Regions from separate parts of the Triticum aestivum genome. Here region 1 is linked to region 2. The links are chromatin contacts, called in public HiCAR-type maps. All regions are on one chromosome and are shown on one strand. Each heading gives the region's core, a stretch centred on a gene start, on an enhancer-like site or on the middle of the called end of the contact. The rest is flanking DNA. Distances are from core to core; before and after follow the strand shown.

Region 1 (2,700 bases), core at 111-2,610, 200 kb after region 2:
TGCTCTAACTAAGGATGGCAATTTTATCCATGGACATGGATACCCATGGATATCCAACCCGAATGGATAGGGTTTGGATATGCTTTTGCGCCCATGGGCAGCGCCCAAACCCGACCCGATTACTCGTGGATAGGACATGGACATAATCTTGTACCCATGGATATATCCAAACCCGACCCGATCGTCTGACTTAACGAGCAATATTCTGCAACACCTACCCCATATTCACATGTCCCACTATAATTTTATCATTTATCTAAAACATCCAAAAGAAATTACACAATCCCTACCGTAACATACTCCAACACACCTTCTCATCCTATTATCTACACTAATTAAATGACTTGTTGTTGAGAATCGGTGCCATCTCCTTGAGTTACTCCTCTCATAGCCCTAGAGGTGGCCGCCGCTGCCAGCCGCTACCCCCACGTAAGGTGGATCGCTGCAGCAGCCACTATTGGCCTGCGACAACCCAGCTCCATATCTCCTTGACCCCTCCGTCTTTGCTTTTCCACACACGCATTGATGCATGGCCGCAACAGTGGGACAACACAAGGGCTATGACTGCATGGCGGGGAGTGAGCACGCCAATGCAGAGTGCACATTGTGCAATGAATTATGTCTTATGTATAGGTCTTGAGAGGACCCGATGGATATCCAATGGGTATGGATATCCATCGGATTTGGACATGGTCATAATTTTTCGCCCATGGATATTTCATGGATGGGCTGGGACTGCCTTCATGAATATGCATATAGATTTGATATTGTTCAACCCGATCCAAACCCGACCCATTGCCATCCTTAGCTCTAACGTTTCATTCGCTCCGGAGGTGCCTTCCCGGGAATGTTTGCCAGCTATTGCCGTATAGAGGAGTACCAAAGAAAAGCTGGGCCCCACTATTATTTACATCTCAAAAATTACACTAGGCCATAATATACCAACACTATACAAGTATAGTATTTAAACGCATTAGCATGTGGCCTGAGAAAAGAAGACATTGCGCAATCACGTCTGCGTATGTAGTATGAAGATAAAGTTCCGTCTCCGAGAAAGTTGGCAATAATAATTAAGAACTTCCGAATTCTGATCAATACCGCGTTTGGTATGAATGAATCCGATTATAAATAAACAAATTATTAAATATGAAGAAACAAAACGTGGATCCGTGTCATCAACTCCACACCCGAAACCATTTTAAAAGATGAACTCCACACCCAAAAAGTGACAAAACGCCGCCAAACACCCAACAGCTCCGTTCCCTTTCCGCACCCAGACTGGTGGCGCACGAAGCCCCTACGTGGCCCGATCGCGGTCGTCGGCTCAGCCCGGCTCAACCACTGCCGGTGGTTTCCCACCGTCGGCGTCCCCTCAGATCACCTCGCTGACTGAGATCCTCCTCCCCGGAGTCAAATCCTCATCAGCCTCGACGCATCAACGGCGGCGATTAGCTAATGATTTCCGTCCGTCCAGAACGACGCGGCCCGCTCCCAATGATCATCCCGTCCCATTGTTCCCGTTGTTCCCGTTGCCCGTGAGTTGACGATAGCTGTGCACGCACTGTGCTACACGTCGTCGTCGGCTACCTTTGTCCACGACACTATATAGCTGTCGCTGAGCTCGAGACTTCCTCTCATTCTCTTTCTACATCGCCCGGTCCGAGATCCATCTGCTCCGTTTCTTGGGCTTCTCGGTGCTCTGGTGCTCTGCTACGCGTCCCGTTGCCCTTGTCGACCAGGAGAATTCGGAGGCTTCGCGAGGGTACTAGCTAGCTGGAGTTTGGAAGCGATCAAAATGACGATCTGCGCGGGCGTCGATTCCTACCGGGCGTCGCCGGCGGACATGCGGGTCGTGACGTCGGACGGGCAGAGCATCGCCGCGCATTCCTACATTCTTGTAAGCCACTTTGCCGCTTATATTAGATTTATGCGGCGGATCTTGCTTTTTTGAGTGTTCTTGAATCGTTGGCTAATTCCAAATCGGGCGGCGATATGCAGGCCTCGGCGTCGCCGGTGCTGGAGCGGATGATCGACAGGGCGCAGCGCGGGTGGGGCGCCGAGTGCACCATCCCCGTCCTCGGCGTCTCCTTCGACGCCGTCCACGCCTTCATCCACTTCCTCTACTCCTCCAAGTCCAAGGTGGTGCCCGCGGAGGAGGAGGCGGTGGGCGCGAACTGGACGCAGCTGCTGGCGCTGGCGCACGCGTACCGGGTGGGGTGGCTGAAGCGGGCGGCGGAGGCGGCCGTGTCGGCGCGCCTGACGCCGGAGCGCGCCGTGGACATGCTGAAGCTGGCGAGGCTCTGCGACGCGCCGCGGCTGTACATGCGGTGCGCGCGCCTCGCGGCCAAGGAGTTCGCGGCCGTGGAGCAGTCCGACGGGTGGCGCTTCGCGCGGCGCCACGACGCCGCGCTGGAGCTCGAGCTCCTCACGCTCCTCGAGGACGCCGACCAGCGGAACGAGCGTTGGGCGCGCGAGAGGGCCGCGCAGGAGGCGTGCCGGCAGCTCGGTCAGGCCATGGCCTCCCTCGAGCACATCTTCCCCGGCGAGTCCGGCGCCAAGGCCGCCTGCGCGGACGCGGACGCGCCGTGCGCGAGGGCGGGGTGCACGTGCCGGGGCCTGCAGGTGCTGATGCGGCACTTCGCGACGTGCGCGAGAAAGATGGCGCCCGGCGGGTGCGCGCGGTGCAAGCGCATGCTGCAG
Region 2 (2,700 bases), core at 7-2,506:
CGCCGTGCAGCGTGAAGAAGGCCGTCGCCTCCCCGGTGGGCGGCCGCAGCGTGATGTAGTAGAACATGAGCTCGTGCACCAGCCCGGACACCAGGAACGTCGCCAGCACCCCCGCGGCGGTGCCCAGGCGCGCGCGCACGGGGCGGTGCACGCACGGCCGGAGCACGGCGGGGACAGAGAGGTTCCAGCGCCGGCCCCAGAAGTCCCGCAGCGACGCCGACAGGTACGGCCGGTCGAACTGCGGCTCCAGATCCATGCCCAGCAGCGCGCGCGCCGCCGCGGCCGCCGACGCCAGGACCAGCTCCAGGGCCAGGTACACGTGGAACGCGTAGAGGGTGAGCAGGACGTACTGGTTCATCGCCTCCTGGTACCAGTACAGCGACACGATGACGGCGAGCAGCGCGGCCATGACGGCGGAGGAGGCGAGGTCCAGGCCCGACGACGTGCCTTGAGCCTTGTCGGGCCCGTCGCCGTGGAGCCTGACCGGGCCGGAGGCGACGGCGACAAATGCGGGGAACGGGAGGGACGGGTGGAGGGGCCCCTTGCCGGCGGCGAGGCGGAGGAGCTTGAACTCGGCGAGCCAGGCGAGGAAGAACCCAGAGATGGCGCGCGGGTGGATGGCGCTGAAGGCGAAGGGGAGGAACGGGAGGACGGCGAGCACCGGGAGGAACGCGGTGAGGCGGGGCAGGCCCGGGCGGAGGCGCCCGGCCGCGAAACGGACGTAGCACATGGCCGCGGTCACCGTGGCCGAGACCGCCGCCAGGCTGCGCAGGTCGCCGCCGGACATTCTTGATCGTCGTCGGCCCAGATGCGACGGCCACCGGAGGTTACCCGCGCTGCCTTCTGGTAGAGGTTTACAAGATCCAGGAGCGCGCGAGAGATCGGGAATTTCGTGGTGGTCTTCTTCGAGTCAACGGTGTAAGCTCAGTTGGGAGATGGAAGCACGATAATTGGCTCATTTTTATTTTCTTCTTTTGGCTGCCCCGCCGCTGTCATCATTTTTTTTTGAGGTGACGCTGTCATCATTTTATAATGTTGCGGTTTCGCCAGAACCAAACGTCCAAAGGGAAACATGCTAGTGGTAATATGCTAGCCCACCCAACAGCCCAAGTGGATTGAAACAAGAATGGGGCATAGCCAACGACGTGATTGAAGCAGATGGTTGAGGCGATCAACAACTCCTCCTGGAGCCATTATCCCTCAATGGAGTTTTCTTGAGAGAGATTAAAGCTTTGTTTTGAATAGTTTGGATTGCTCACCACATGTGTCATGTGGTGAGAGATCAAAGCTTTAGCCCTTTTGAATGAATGGAATGAGGATTTCTAGTTAAGGAGAAAACACAGCGCAAGTGCATCTCATTGCCAGGGCCCCACGGGTTGTACGGTGAATTGCTGATTCGCCCCCAAATTCAAACGCCCATACAGAGGAGTGAAGCCTGAACGCTAGTGGTAGTGGATTATGCCCGCTTGCAAAACTTGTACACGGCAAACACCAAAATAAACATAGATCATCGAGCAAACAAAAGCGCCAAGTTCACCTTTACACGCTGCACGCATGGGTTTATTTATTGTAACACCAACAGTCAGGCAGGCAGATGGTGTGTCCTTTATGATGCTAATGGCGATGCTTAGCTAGCTGCAATGGCGGGCGGAGACTGGGGCAGTGCTCCATGACCTTGAGGCTCAGCCATAGCAGCGGATGGGGTCGGAGCAGCGCTTCTTGGCGGACTGGCCGCCCTTCTCCAGGTACTGCTGGTGGTAGTCCTCGGCCGGGTAGAACCTCCTCGCCGGGAGGACCTCCGTCACGATCTTCTCCTTCCACTCTCGCTGCTTCTCTGCCAGCGACTCCCGCGCCTGCCGCTCCTGCTCCGCCGTGTAGTAGTAGATGCCCGACCGGTACTGCGTCCCGACGTCGTTGCCCTGAAGTGCAACGACAAATTGGTTTGTAAACCATGTGCGGAGGCCAAATGCTGCTAACATGCAGTAAAACCATAGCAAAACGGGGAGACACTGAAGATTTGTTATGTCAGATCAACAACTTGAGGGAACTCTCAGAATTTGTGCATATCGTGAGAAAAGTTTATGAAAGGAGACAGTAATGTTGACAGTGCATCGGAAATCTCAGAGGACTATGGATCGATCACATTAAAAAGTGTATACGATGAAGTGTGTAGTGAATTTTCCTATCCGCCGAGGCAATACAATGATCCTTTTAGCTATTTCAAAATATTGACTACATACATATTAAAATGAATGAACATACCTACTAAAATATGTCGAGTCTAGATACAAACGAATCAAGAAAAGGCTTAAAAGGCCTTATATACTCTTTGACCACAAGAATCCCCTTTGAGATTGAAATCGTCTACTTTATCTTAAATAAAAGTATTTCGTTCCGAAGAAGAGAGAATATTCGCTCCTCTGTATTAACGAGCCAGATAACTACGCGAACCAACTAATCACTGAGAATAAGTCAACCCTCAACCCCGTGCCAGGTCCATTGAACCATGCGACACCGGCGACGAGATCTGCACCCGAAGTTCCCAACGGCGGCCGCCGGCTTGGCCGGCACACTATGCGCTCCAACTTACGGCAAGAGCAGCGGTAGAGTGATCGCATCACGTACTCCTACCTGCTTGTATTTTTTTTTTTTTGCGGTGAACACGTACCTGCTTGTTGAGCGTGGTGGGGTTGTGCTTGG

The links. HiCAR-type assays count read pairs that join an accessible place to other places.
Region 1: a HiCAR-type map of leaf shows a contact between it and region 2, with 5 times the contacts expected there. The contact joins the promoter of LOC123189551 here to the promoter of LOC123189549 in region 2. A contact is called at or near these places in 1 of 5 Hi-C or Micro-C datasets (leaf) and 1 of 1 datasets of contacts at active chromatin or transcription factors (leaf).

Annotation. Positions count from the first base shown.
Region 1 is chr2A:582,529,210-582,531,909 of IWGSC CS RefSeq v2.1, forward strand. It overlaps LOC123189551 (BTB/POZ and TAZ domain-containing protein 2), which reads left to right and starts at 1,361. Exons shown (of 3, transcript XM_044601993.1): 1 at 1,361-1,897; 2 at 1,999-2,700. The coding sequence starts at 1,796.
Region 2 is chr2A:582,327,848-582,330,547 of IWGSC CS RefSeq v2.1, forward strand. LOC123189549 (probable long-chain-alcohol O-fatty-acyltransferase 5) reads right to left here and starts at 1,257. Exons shown (of 1, transcript XM_044601991.1): 1 at 1-1,257. The coding sequence starts at 787. It overlaps LOC123189550 (peptide methionine sulfoxide reductase A2-1), which reads right to left. Exons shown (of 2, transcript XM_044601992.1): 1 at 2,669-2,700; 2 at 1,498-1,919. The coding sequence ends at 1,683.